Linked DNA regions of Pan troglodytes: region 1 is linked to region 2. The links are chromatin contacts, called in public Hi-C maps. All regions are on one chromosome and are shown on one strand. Each heading gives the region's core, a stretch centred on a gene start, on an enhancer-like site or on the middle of the called end of the contact. The rest is flanking DNA. Distances are from core to core; before and after follow the strand shown. Region 1 holds the start of UBXN2A (UBX domain protein 2A). Region 2 holds the start of TP53I3 (tumor protein p53 inducible protein 3).

Evidence for each region. Hi-C and Micro-C count contacts between places; a contact is called where the count stands out from the background.
Region 1: a contact with region 2 is called in a Hi-C map of stem cell-derived neural progenitor cells, with 4 times the contacts expected there. The contact joins the promoter of UBXN2A here to the promoter of TP53I3 in region 2. A contact is called at or near these places in 1 of 7 Hi-C or Micro-C datasets (stem cell-derived neural progenitor cells), 1 of 1 datasets of contacts at active chromatin or transcription factors (stem cell-derived excitatory neurons) and 1 of 1 other capture datasets (stem cell-derived neural stem cells).

Annotation. Positions count from the first base shown.
Region 1 is chr12:98,933,015-98,940,136 of NHGRI_mPanTro3-v2.0_pri, forward strand. UBXN2A (UBX domain protein 2A) reads right to left here and starts at 3,244. Exons shown (of 8, transcript XM_063790084.1): 1 at 2,764-3,244. ATAD2B (ATPase family AAA domain containing 2B) reads left to right here and starts at 3,145. Exons shown (of 28, transcript XM_525707.7): 1 at 3,145-3,812. The coding sequence starts at 3,597.
Region 2 is chr12:98,777,900-98,784,896 of NHGRI_mPanTro3-v2.0_pri, forward strand. It overlaps TP53I3 (tumor protein p53 inducible protein 3), which reads left to right and starts at 2,358. Exons shown (of 6, transcript XM_009442115.5): 1 at 2,358-3,213; 2 at 3,618-3,760; 3 at 4,797-5,064; 4 at 6,922-6,997. The coding sequence starts at 3,623. All of the region lies in intron 1 of FAM228B (family with sequence similarity 228 member B), which reads right to left.

The DNA of each region.
Region 1 (7,122 bases), core at 1,994-4,493, 160 kb after region 2:
GATTTTTAAAAATCTGTCTATTTCCTGGCCTAGCAGAGTACCTAATACCAGTTGGATTTATTTATTTACTTATATATTTTCTAGAGACAGGGTCTCACTATGTTGCCCAGGCTGGTTTCGAACTCCTGGGCTCAAGCTCAGTTGGATTTAAAATTAACATTTGTTACCTCCAGGCGCAGTGGCTCACACCTGTAATCCCAGCACTTTGGGAGGCCGAGGCAGGCAGATCATGAGGTCAGGAGATCAAGACCATCCTGGTTAACACGGTGAAACCTCGTCTCTACTAAAACTACAAAAAATTAGCCGGGCGTGGTGGCACACGCCTGTAGCCCTAGCTACTTGGGAGGCTGAGGCAGGAGAGTCGCTTGAACCTGGGAGGTGGAGGTTGCAGTGAGCCCAGATAGTACCACTGTACTCCAGCCTGAGTGACAGAGCAAGACTCCATCTCAAATAAATAAATAAAGTTAACATTTGTTGATAGTAAATGGTATAGGTTATGGTAACTTGGCCTTCCCAATTTAGGACTACAAAAACAAATAAACACACACAAAAAAGGAGGAAAGCACACAAATCCTTTGTATATAATTTGCATACCACACACCTCTGCTGGACACTAGCCTTTTTTTTTTTTTTTTTTTTGAGATGGAGTTTTGCACTGTTGCCTAGACTGGAGTGCAGTGGTGCAATCTCAGCTCACTGCAACCTCTGCCTCCCGGGTTCAAGCGATTATCCTGCCTCAGCCTCCCAAATAGCTGGGATTATAGGTGTCTGCCACCATGCCTGGCTAATTTTTTGTATTTTTAGTAGAAATGGGGTTTCACCATGTTGGTCAGGCTGGTCTCGAACTCCTGACCTCAAGTGATCCGCCCGCCTTTGCCTCCCAAAGTGCTGAGATTACAGGCATTAGCCACTGCACCCTACCCTTTTTTTTTTTTTTTAAATATTTTTTTGAGACAGGGTGTTACTCTGTCACCCAGGCTAAAGTACAATGGCATGAACTTGGCTCACGGCAGCCTGGACATCCTGGGCTCAAGTGACTGATGGCGCCTCAGTCTCAGGAGTGGCTGGGACCACAGGCACCACACCCAGTAGTTTCAGCTACCAGGGAGGCTGGGGCAGGGGGATTGCTTGAGCCAGGGAGGTCAAGGCTACAGTGAACTGTGGTTGTGCCACTGCACTCCAGCCTGGGTGACAGAGTGAGACCCTGTCTCTCTCTCTTTCTTTTTGGCAGGGAGAGGATCTCACTATGTTGCCCAGGCTGGTTTCCAACTCCTGGTCTCAAGCCATCCTCTCGCCTCGGCCTCCAAGTGCTGAGAATACAGGTGTGAGCTACAGCGCCTGGCCCAAACCAGCCTCTTTCCACAGGAATTGATACTTGTTTATGCTGCTCAGTGATGTGATAGCTACTTGACCCAGGAAAATCCAGGTATGGTTCCATTATGAGGAATCCCACCCATTAAGACATCAACTCTAAGTGGCAGGTGAAGTGTCCAGGAGAGGATGTGGTATGCAAATTGTGTCAGAAGGATTTATCTATTCTGGAATCCATACTGGTTCCCAAACAAAAAAACATTGTCATTTCCAGTGTTGTACAGTTTTTTGGAATGATTGGGAGCTTAGATGGCCAGAATGCTCTAAGTTTGATGCCATTTGGTCATTTTCAGGACTTTTCCTGAGTCTTCAATTTTTCTTAGTTTAATAAACAGTTTAATAAACTCCTGCCCAATAAACAGTAGGCTATGTCTAATGTACTGTGAATTTTTTTTTTTTTTTTTTGAGATGGAGTCTCATTCTGTCACCCAGGCTGGAGTGCAGTGGCACGGTCTTGGCTCACTGCAATCTCTGCCTCCCGGGTTCAAGCGATTCTCCTGCCTCAGCCTCTCAAGTAGCTGGGATTACAGGCATGCACCACGACACCTGGCTAATTTTTTGTATTTTTAGTAGAGATGGGGTTTCACCATGTTGACCAGGTTGGTCTCGAACTCCTGACTTCAAGTGATCCGCCCGCCTTGGCCTCCCAAAGTGCTGGGATTACAGGCGTAAGCCCGGCCTGTACTGTGAATTTTTGAAATGAACCTAATTCCTACTTTACAGCAGAGCTTTTCTTTCTTTCTCTTTCTTTCTTTCTTTCTTTCTTTCTTTCTTTCTTTCTTTCTTTCTTCCTTTCTCTCTCTCTTTCTTTCTTCTTTTTTTTTTTTTTCTGAGACAGGGTCTGGCTCTGTCATCCAGGCTGGAGTGCAGTGGCATGATTTCGGCTCACTGCAACCTCCATCTTCTGGGTTCAAGTGGTTCTCATGCCTCAGCTTCCCGAGCAGCTGGGATTACAGGTGCCCACCACAACACCCGTCGATTTTTTGTATTTTTAGTGGAGACAGGGTTTCACCATGTTGGTAAGGCTGATCTAGAACTCTTGACCTCAGGTGATCCACTCACCCCGGCCTCCCAAAGTACTGGGATTACAGGCGTGAGCCACCGCACCCGGCCTACAGCAGAGCTTTTCATATGAATTGTGTGGCTTAATTTTTTTTTCTTTGGAAGTTAAATTACAAATGCTTTATCTGTGGGTTCAGCTTTTTGTATTCTTAATTCTTCAGCGGGCCGGGGGCAGGGGGCGGTGATAGAGGCGGCTCTTACAGGGAACTCATTCTTTGGCTCCGCCTTAGATCTGTCTAAGGGGATAGAAAACGACCCTGCCTCGCTTTGTTTAAAAACGCAGAGTTCTAGCATGGGGTCCCCCCCCCCCCCTTCTCTTCTTAAGCTTACCAAGTTCCAGATATCGCCCAGATGAATTTTTTTTATCACAGCTGTCATTCTCATTTTTACAGGCATGAAAAGTGCGACTCAAGTTCAGTGTCTTGCCTCGGGTAGCTTGGGGATTCCCAGTCAGCTCCTCGCGCCTTCGTCGCCGCTCCCCTTCCACCCCGCGCCTTCGCCGGCCGTCCCCTGCTCCATCCAGGCCACGGGGGTGACGGTGGGGTCTGGGGCATTCAGGCCTGGCTGGGCGTGAGGGCTTCAGGCCCAATCCCACGCCCGAACTCGTCCTGATTAGTCTGGCTTTTCTGGTCGCCCCAGCCCTGCGGTCGCGGAGAGCTGGAAACCACCGAGCTGACAGCCTAGAGCGTCGCTCCCCGGCCGCCGAGCGCTGACGCCGCGCCGGGGGCGGGGCAGCTGGAGGCGGCCGGGAGAGGAGCGAGCAGCCGGGAAGGGCTGGCCGGCTTCGCAGCGCCCCGCCGTGGCTGCGGCCGGAAGCGGTCTCGTTGGCCCTGCGGCGCTGGAGCCTTGACGCACGGAGCTCGAGAGCGAGAACGGGAGAGAAAGGGGTAGAAATGGCGGCTCCGCTCGGCTCCCGCTGAGGAGGGCGAAGCCGGCGGAGTGTCTGTGCTGCCGGTCTGCAGCACCGCCCCCGCTTCCCGCTCGCCGCCGACTTCCCTTCCTCTGCCCGGCTCTCTCTTGTGCTCGTCTGCGCTCCGCACGCTCCGGGCCGGCTCGTCTCTCATTGCCCGGCTCGGCTCCGCTGGCCCTGACTGACCGGCCGGCGGGCCGGCCTTGCTCGGCTCTCCCGGGCGCGGCGTGGACTCCGTCCCCCTGGCTGGACCATGGTGAACACCCGGAAGAGCTCTCTCCGCCTTCTCGGGTCCAAGTCTCCTGGTCCCGGGCCTGGGCCTGGGGCCGGAGCAGAGCCTGGGGCGACCGGAGGCAGCAGCCATTTCATCTCCTCTCGGACCCGCTCCTCCAAGACCCGCGCCGCCAGCTGCCCCGCCGCCAAAGCCGGGGGAAGCGGTGGCGCCGGCGTCATTCTGGATGAGGCCAGGGTAAGAGCGCGGCGTCCCGAGTCCGGAGGCTCGGAAGTGCCGGCCCTGCTGCCGGGGCTTTGTCTGGCCGGGTTGGGGGCAGGAAGCCTACAGTGGAGACCGCTCGGGCAGCTGGAGACAGGGTCTGCGGGCGCGGTGGAGGGTGGCACCCAGAGAAGGGCCGCGACGCTGGCCCCTTTGCTTTTCAAGCTGGCCCGGCTCTTTTGTGTGAAGAACAGCCTTGAGTCCAGGGGAGAGGGCTTTGGGGGTCCCTTTCGGCGTCATTCGAACGATCTGCTGTCCGTGTCCTTGTCCTGCCCCAGAGGGGAATTCTAGCGGGGAAGCAAGAGCGAAGGGCCAGAGCCGCTGGGTGGAAGGGTTGGAGAAGTGAAAGTTTTCTGCGGTGTCAAACCCTTCTTGAAAGTGTGTCAGTTCCTGCCGCTGTCTAACTCCAGCTTACTCTCAGTTTGGGGGTGGTTCAAGTTGGTGAGGAAGTGAACAGAGAGCTCCAGTTGGCAGCCAGGCAGGGATGCTGAAAAAAGTTTGTAGCTGCTCTGACACCAACTTTAAAAACAAAATCAACGCTATCGCCTCTCCAGGCAGGAGAGATCAAACATGATATTATAGCTGGGGAACCAGCCAGCTAGCTCACCAAGGTGCTAGTAGGAACCAGAGCTTTCAGGTCATAGAAGGAGCACGTCGAAAGAAACAAGTGGAATGTTTCGGATAGTCAGCACCATCATGCCAAAACTGTGTGGTTTCTTGGGTGTCTACATTTTTGTTATGGGACTATATTACAAAAGGTGAATGAACACCATTGTCATGCAGTTGCAAAAATGACATTTAAAGACGCTGGTGATTGAATTAAAAAACTGATTGAAAGATCTTGAAATTTTATTACCTACAGTATAAAGCTAAGCACAGATATTTATTGTTTTAAAGGAATTGACACGTTTGTTTTACTATGAGATTGTTTCTGAATTCAGAGAAGAGTGTATTGCTTCTGTCTAAAAGAGGTTGACTTGCTAAGTAATTTGGCTGGAAAAAGCTGTTCATTTAAAATGCTCCTTTAATTCCACACCATTTTGTGGTTCTTATTGGGGGAAGCAATATTTTATGTTCTGGGGGTCTACAAGATCGCGGTTTGTGTGTGCTTTTCTTTGTGTCTTACACTGTTTTGACACTAACAGAATGGATCTAGGCAGAGACAACAGGAATATTTTACCATACTACTCTGAAATATTTTTATTATATCTTTGAAAATCGTTTTGGCTTTTCTTTGATAAAATTTTGGGCATTATAACGTCCTATTTAATAGACTGTTTTGGGGGCTTACAGCTCTCTTAGGTTGAAATAAGGTTAAATCTGAAAGTTGTGCAAACTGTTGAGAATAAGTACTTTGAAGACGAGGCTTTCGGTAGAAACTATTCCAAACATGTTCAAGCTTCTTGACCTACTGAGGCTATCACATATTTTAAAATAAAACTCAATTTAAGAAAAGATCTTTTCTGTACATTTAAGGACAAAGAAATTATTTAGGGTGTAAGCATTTAATTGTATCATGCTATGTGAATGCCTAGTCTACTAGAGCAGTGTCTAACTCATCTGAAGCAATTAGCTCATCTTCACTGATCAGTTTGTGGTCCCATTTTTGAATTCATGGATATCATGCTGTCCTCACCCCCCGAGGAATAAGGTGAGGTAATTTGTCAAGCAGCTGTTATAGAGATGTTAAAAGGCTAGGAATCAATAATCTAATGAGGAAATGAACATTTGGTAGCTTTTAAATTGCTAAAAGAATGAAAGATATGAGAGCTCTTTGTAGAAGTGTACTAATGAAACTTTGTTTCAAAGATCCTTTTAAAATGTTTTAAAGCACCATAAATAACAGGGTACTAAAGATTTACTTTGAAATATTTGTTTTTCAGTCTTAAGAAGATTTATGTTCGGCTCTAGGAGATGATGGAGTCATCTAATTGCTTTCTCTGAAAGATTTTTTTAGAGACTTAACTACTCTTACATAGTGATTGGACTTTTAGAAGAGGATAAATTATAATTCTGAATTTATTAAGTTTATGGACTATATATTTATGAAGCAGGTTGTATATTTCTGGTTAGCTCTTCTCCAGTTTTGTAGGAATTTAGCACTCCTGGTTCACCCTTTCTGGAGTACTTAAAGACACCCTCTATGTCTGTGGGGTCTATAATAAACATTTGCCAGTGTCTGTAAAGTCTCATTTGATGCAAAATGGGGTTGCCCGTGTTGTTGCTTTAGCAGACCCTTATTTTTGTAGAAAGAAATGTATTCCTGCTTGTAACATAATATTCCTGTTTGTAATTGAGGAGTTTCTCCTTTTTCTGCTTTTGTGCCATGTTTATTTGTTTGTTTGTTTGTTTTTGAGACGGAGTCTCGCTGTAGCCCAGGCTGGAGTGCAGTGGCGTGATCTCGGCTCACTGCAGGCTCCGCCCCCCGGGGTTCACGCAATTCTCCTGCCTAAGCCTCCCGAGTAGCTGGGACTACAGGCGCCCGCCACCACGCCCGGCTAATTTTTTTGTATTTTTAGTAGAGACGGGGTTTCACTGTGTTAGCCAGGATGGTCTCGATCTCCTGACCTCGTGATCCGCCCGCCTCAGCCTCCCAAAGTGCTGGGATTACAGGCGTGAGCCACCGCGCCCAGCCTGTGCCATGTTCTTAACTAACTACACTTGATGCCTATTTTTCCCCCTTTTCCCTCTGTTTTTAGATTATTTCATTCACTGTGTCCAGAGACATTTTATTTGCTTTAAAAAGTCATAGCGCTATGAGCTTTTCTTAAAGTTTTGTCTTTTTCCCAAGTAGTATATGCATAGGATGGGGGAAAATATGCATTCTGCCGATTATTGGAATTATTTTCTTTTTCTTTTTTTCGGTATGAAAAGCCCTTTTTTTTTTTTTGACATGTAAAAGGTGGTACTTAGTGTATATAACTCTGTGAGTTTGGAGATAAGTATATATTTGTGAAAACACCACCGCATCAACACCATAGACATGTCCGTCATTCCTAAAGTTTCCCTGTCCCTTTTATTATGAATGTATTATTAGTATTATTTTTGTGGTAAGAACACTTGATATAAAATCTACCCTCTTAGAAAATTTTAAGTATGCAATACAGTATTCTTAGATGTAGGCACTATGCTATATAGATCTCCAGAACTTATCTGGCATAAGTGAAACTTGATTGTCTCCCCACAAGACCCTGGCAATCACCCTTCTACTCTCTGCTTCTGTGAATTTGCTAGTTTAGATTCCACTAAACTAGCAAATAAGTGAGATCATTCAGTATTTGTCTTT
Region 2 (6,997 bases), core at 1,108-3,607:
AAACCCTGGGCTGGTGAAACCCTGTCTCTACTAAAATACAAAAAATTAGCTGGGTGTGGCAGCGTGCATCTATAGTCCCAGCTACTTGAGAGGCTTGCAGGGAGCCGAGATCACCTGGGTGACAGAGTGAGACTGTCTCAAAAAAAAAAAAAAAAAAATTACCCTGGTGTGGTGGCTCACACCTGTAGTCCCAGCTACTCGGGAGGCTGAGGCAGGAGAATCGCTTGAACCTAGGAGGTGGAGGTTGCAGTGAACTGAGGTCAGGCAACTGCACTCCAGCCTGGGCAACAGAGTGAGACTCAGTTTCAACAATAACAACAAAAAAGAATTCTTATAGCGTGTAATCTCCAGTCCCTGCTTCCCCTTCCCAGGGTCTTTCTAGTGACCAGCTCATCCTGAAGCTATCTAGGGCCCCCACCCTAAGTCACTTTATTAGCATAAACTCGAGTGTGCTTATAAGGGTTTGTTATTAATATAAAAAGTCACTTCTATCACATACGAAATTCCAAGGGTTTTAGGAGCTCTGCAGGAGAACAAAATATAATAAAAGATACTTATTGGCCAGGCAGAGTGGCTCATGCCTACAATTCCAGTACTTTACAGGCTGAGGTGGGAGAATTGCTTGAGTCCAGGAGTTCATGACCAGCCTGGGCAACGTAGCAAGACTGTATATCTAGTTAAAAACAAAAGAAAGAAAGAGATGCTTGTTCAGCAAATAACAAAGGTTTTAGGAGTGCTATTGCAGGAACCCAGGACAAAGACCAAAAATATATATTTCTTATTACACACTGCAAGATTACATCGACCAAGGGCTCACTAAGATAAAATCTTAGGCACTTTCAACTACTAGTTTTACTGGGATACTTTAGTATACTTAGTGGTTGGTATTATTAGATTTTTTTTAAACTCCTTGCATCTTAAAAGTTCTTATTTAGCACTTACATTACACATTCCTCATCTATCTTAATCCATTCCATTTTCTTAATCCAATCAGTTTTAGTGTAGATTTTTGCAAAGTTTGTTATTTACAACTATTTCCTTTCCATCTGTCTCTGTTCTAGGATATTTATTCGGTTCAAACCTTTCCTCAATTTTGGACAGATGCGTATCCGGATGATGTGTCTCTGAATCCTTATACATCCTCAGACATGTTTTTTGCCCTAACAAGTGAATTATATCTTAATGGGGTATATTGAGTTACAGTGCTTTTCTTCTAGTCAGTAGAGGCTAGTCTACTCTCTTCTAGCTTCCAGATTGCAGATAGAAACTTGCTGGGCACAGTGGCTCATACTTGTAATCCTAGCACTTTGGGAGGCTGAGGCAGGAGGATTGCTTGAGTCCAGGAGTTTGAGACCAGCCTGGGCAATATAATGAGACCCCTACACTACAAAAAAGAGGGAGAGAGAGAAAGAGGGGGTGGGGAAGGAGGGAAGGAAGGAAGGAGGGAGGGAGGGAGAGAAGGAAGCCATTTTTGTTTTTTAACCAATTGTGAGTAACTTATTCTTTCCACACTTGTTAGAACCTGAAATTTTATAAAATATAGGCATGCATTTTTGTTCTTATGAATCCATCCTTCAGTGAATGTTTTCAATCCGTATAATCTGGTAGAATTTAGGAAAACTGTATTCTTTTATTTGGTTAACTATTGAATCTTCTTCATCCATTCCTCTTCCTCCTTCTAAAATCTTTTTTTTTTTTTTTTTTTTTTTGAGACGGAGTCTCACTCTGTCTTCCAGGCTGGAGTGCAGTGGTGCGATCTCGGCTCACTGCAAGCTCCCCCTCCCGGGTTCACGCCACTCTCCTGCCTCAGCCTCCCGAGTAGCTGGGACTACAGGCGCCCGCCACCACGCCCGGCTAATTTTTTGTATTTTTAGTAGAGACGGGGTTTCACCGTGTTAGCCAGGATGGTCTCGATCTCCTGACCTCGTGATCCGCCCGCCTCGGCAACCCAAAGTGCTGGGATTACAGGCGTGAGCCACCGCGCCCGGCCTAAAATTCCTATTATTCTCATAGCAGGGTCTCCTGAATTTTTCCTTAAGTCCCATCATTTTATTATTTCCATCTCTATAGGCTTTTGCTCTGTTGTGTTAAAGAAATAATTATTCAATGATACTTGTTAAAGCACATTAAGGAAGACTTTATTTAGCACCATCGCTACAGGTTTAGGGACCACTGCAATGAGTTCTTGCAGTGGACAAGACAGGTTGGGATCAACTCTGAATGCATCATGGACAAGTGGGAATGTATAGCCAAGGAGCAGTGTAGGGGGTCAGTGGATGGAAAATTAGTAAGAGGCATCAGGGGTAAGGGGGATTCTATCTAAACTGACCTAACAGGATTCTCACTGAAGACAGGCCAGGGTGGTCGGATATCACTTGGGGGATGGTGGAGGATGAGATATTGAGGGTGATCAGATGTCAAGGATGGGAGGTTCTTACTAAAACAGGAATTTACAAGGAGTGCTATGGATATGTAGTGGGAGGAGGCCAGGGATGCTGCTAAACATCCTACAATGCACAGGACGATCTCCTACAATAACGAACTAGCTAGTCCAAAATGTCAATAGCGCCGAGGTTGAGAAACCTTCATGTAGCTTACGGATACAGCTTTTACCCAATCGCCAGCATCCTTCTCCTGGGGCTGAACCTCTCCCCCAGGACTGTCAGGAGGAGGGGAGTGATAAGGATCCCAGGACTGCGTTTTGCCTTCCTTCCCCACCCCCACTCCCAACGGCTCCTTTCTCTTCTCTTAGCAGCACCCAGCTTGCCCACCCATGCTCAAGATGGGCGGGATGCCAGCCTGTTACATAAATGTGCCAAAAGCCTGGCCATGCCTGGAAAATGGACCAATCCGCCCGCCAAGAGGTTGGGTCTCGTTCCCTAGAGAGAAGGAAGTTTCCTCTCCTTGCAGTGAGAGCTAGAATCGCACTTTCTGTCAAGCTGAGAGAAAGACTCTTTTCCAGAGGCTAAAAGGACAAGAAAATCTGATTTGCTTGCTTCTAACTTTGCGTTTTAAAGGGGGAAGGAGGAAAGGAAAGAGGGGGAGGGTGGTTCTGCTTAGCCCCACCCCTCCGGCTACCCCAAGTCCAGCCGTCCATTCCGGTGGAGGCAGAGGCAGTCCTGGGGCTCTGGGGCTCGGGCTTTGTCACCGGGACCCGCAGGAGTCAGAACCGCTCGGCGCCGCCTGGTGCATGGGAGGGGAGCCGGGCCAGGAGTAAGTAACTCATACGGGCGCCGGGGACCCGGGTCGGGCTGGGGGCTTCCAACTCAGAGGGAGTGTGATTTGCCTGATTCTCTTCGGCGTTGTCCTGCTCTGCCGCATCCAGCCCTGTACCGCCATCCCACTTCCCGCCGTTCCCATCTGTGTTCCGGGTGGGATCGGTCTGGAGGCGGCCGAGGACTTCCCAGGCAGGAGCTCCGGGCGGAGGCCGGGTCCGCGGCAGACCAGGGCAGCGAGGCGCTGGCCGGCAGGGGGCGCTGCGGTGCCAGCCTCAGGCTGGGCTGCTCCGCGAGGATACAGCGGCCCCTGCCCTGCCCTGCCCTGCCCTGCCCTGCCCTGTCCTGTCCTGTCCTGCCCTGCCATGTCCTGTCCTGCCCTGCCCTGCCCTGTGTCCTCAGACAATATGTTAGCCGTGCACTTTGACAAGCCGGGAGGACCGGAAAACCTCTACGTGAAGGAGGTGGCCAAGCCGAGCCCGGGGGAGGGTGAAGTCCTCCTGAAGGTGGCGGCCAGCGCCCTGAACCGGGCGGACTTAATGCAGGTACCCAGGGCTCAGCCGCGCCGGGGCGGGCGGGACTCCAGAGCCTCCCTCTCAACAGCACTCAGTGGACATTGACCAGACGTGAAGGCGTGCACCGCTCCACACCCAGCAGGCAGCTGCGCTGGGGCTTCCCAGACCTAAACCCAGGGCGCCCTCTTTGTTCATGCAAAACAAGGGGGAGTACTTGCAAAGCAGAATCCACCCCGAGCTAATCCATAGCCACTCAGGCCTCCAGATGAGGGCGGAACTAACATTGTTGTGGGGTGTGGGCACACTTACTCCCCAGGCTACCCTGTTCACCATCTTAATTCTACAGATAAGGAAACTGAAGTTCAGCGAGGTTAAGCAGTACGCCCAAGGCCGTGACACTAGCAATCAGAAGAGCTGGGATTCAAGCTGAGGTCTTTGTGGCTCCAAAGACCTCTTAACTCTTTCCACTCTGAGAGTCCCAGAGCTGACAGCAGGCAGTACTCTTAAGAATTTTCTTCTGTCTGCTACTGATTTACTGACCCGGGCCAGCTGCATTGGTTGGAGTCATTCAGAAATGTGCATCAGAATCCCCTGGGGCACAAAAGAAACGTGATGGGGGCCCAGGCACGTGTACTTTGAAATACTCCTCAGGTGGTTCTGCCACACACTCCTGGTTAAGTCCCTCTGCTCTACAGCTTCTGAGGACTGGGGTGAGTGAGCACAGAGCCTAGCGCTTGATGCATGGGAACCATCGTCAAGGTTCCTAATCCCACTACTATTATTTCCTGTCTGGGACTCCGTTTCTCCATCTGTAAAGCAAGGGGTTCAGATGAGGTAAATAGCTAAGGACTCTACCAGTTATAACATCCACTGATCATGTGACCTCCAGTTTATTTGCATAAAACTAATGGCCTCTCCTTTTTCTTCTCCTTACTTACAAAAACCTGACTTCATCCTGAAATTTATTTTTGAAAAACAAAAGAGGGGATATTGGAAGGGGGGCCAGGGGTGGTGACATACAGATTTCTGATCATGCTCACCACTTAGTGCACTTCTTTCTCTGCAGAGACAAGGCCAGTATGACCCACCTCCAGGAGCCAGCAACATTTTGGGACTTGAGGCATCTGGACATGTGGCAGAGCTGGGGCCTGGCTGCCAGGGACACTGGAAGATCGGGGACACAGCCATGGCTCTGCTCCCCGGTGGGGGCCAGGCTCAGTACGTCGCTGTCCCCGAAGGGCTCCTCATGCCTATCCCAGAGGGATTGACCCTGACCCAGGCTGCAGCCATCCCAGAGGCCTGGCTCACCGCCTTCCAGCTGTTACATCTTGTGGGTGAGGAGGCCTCCATGCTCACTCCACACAATGTAGCTCAACACCTTCATAAATCAGCCAACTTGAATCCCAGCAATCCCCCAGTGCACTCCCAGGCCTTCCTGTATCACCTGTATTGTCAGGTCCTCAAACCATGTTAGAAGGGTTTAATGTTGAGGCTGAGAATCATGGTTAGCAGATAGAGGGTCTGGATAACACTAGATAGGAGGCCTATGTACATGTTAACACTGGAGGCCCAGCAGCAGTCCCAGCTTCTTAGAATCATACTGAGCTTCTCTCTGGGGTCCCAGTGCAACAGAAGGGACCAATTGACTCATTTATTCCTCCTCAATCCCACAGAGGCCAGTCAAGAACTCACATAAGGGAATCTAAGAAGACTTGGTCCTTGCCTTTAGACAGTGCAGTGTAACTGAGAAGGCAACATATGCATAAGATCAGATGACCATAGAGTTTAGAAGGATAGCCCTGTCTAACTACGATAGAAGCTGGAGATGGGTAAAGATGGTGTGGACAAGGGTAGTCAGAAGGCTTTTTGGAAGGCTTTGAAGGGTGGGTAGACTTGTGAAGGACATAAGGCATGCCAAGGTGGCCTAAGAAAGAGTATCAGCCAGGCAAGGTGGCTCACACCTATAATCGTAGCACTTTGGAAGACAGATCACGAGCCCAGGAGTTCGAGACCAGCCTGGGCAACATGGCAAAACCCTGTTTCTACAAAAAATACAAAAATTAACCAGGCATGATGGTGCATGCCTGTTGTCTCAGTTACTCAGGAGGCTGAGTTGGGAGGATCACCTGAGCCCAGGAAGGTCAAGGCTGCAGTGAGCCATGATCATGCCACTGCACTCCAGCCTGGGCGGTAGAGTGAGACTCTGTTTCAAAGAAAAAGAAAGAGTAGGCTGGGCGTGGTGGCTCACGCCTGTAATCCCAGCACTTTGGGCGGCTGAGGTGGGTGGATCATGAGGTCAGGAGATCGAGACCATCCTGGCTAACACGGTGAAACTTCATCTCTACTAAAAATACAAAAAATTAGCTGGGCGTGGTGGTGGGCACCTGTAGTCCCAGCTACTCGGGAGGCTGAGGCAAGAGAATGGCATGAACCCAGGGGGGGTGGGGCAGAGCTTGCAGTGAGCCAAAACTGCGCCACTGCACTCCAGCCTGGGTGACAGAGCGAGACTCCGTCTCAAAAAAAAAAAAAAAGAGTATCAAGGTGAGACCAGCCACTGCACTCAGTAGTGAAGGATGACTATTGTGATTTGTGAAAAATGAGGCTGGAGCCAGATCACGGTGTCCTTGAATATCAAGCTGTCTGGACTCAATGCAAAAGCCAATGGAGAAGCACTTTACATTTTGAGGAGGAAGTAACATAATGCAAGTGCCATCTTAGGAAGAGGAGCCTGGTGGCTGTGTGTTGCCTGGATCAGGAAGACCAGCTGGAGGCCAGTTTCAGACTCTAGAAGGACTGGCTTTCGGTGGTGACCATGGGAATGGTAGTTGTTCTTACTTATTCAGGTGTAGGTCAGAGATGTGCATTTTGGTGTTATAGGTAAAATAAAGATTATGGATGTGGCTGCTTATAGCCCTGTTTCAAAAGGCTGTTTTCCACTTTAGCCAGAGGCAATAAGACAGAAAAGGTCTGTCAATATGCTCTTTTTCTTTCTCCAAAGAACAAGATGGTTTGTATTTGAGTCACAGCATCCCACCCCCACCAGCCCACCCCCACCCCACCAAATAAAAAAGGAAAAGCAAAAGATTGATTTGGCATTTGGTGCAACGGCCAGGTGATCTTGATAGAATATGCCTGTGTGGGGAATGTGTAGGAGTTGCAAAGTAAAGAGAACCCTGTACTTTCTGTCACAGGAAATGTTCAGGCTGGAGACTATGTGCTAATCCATGCAGGTTTGAGTGGTGTGGGCACAGCTGCTATCCAACTCAC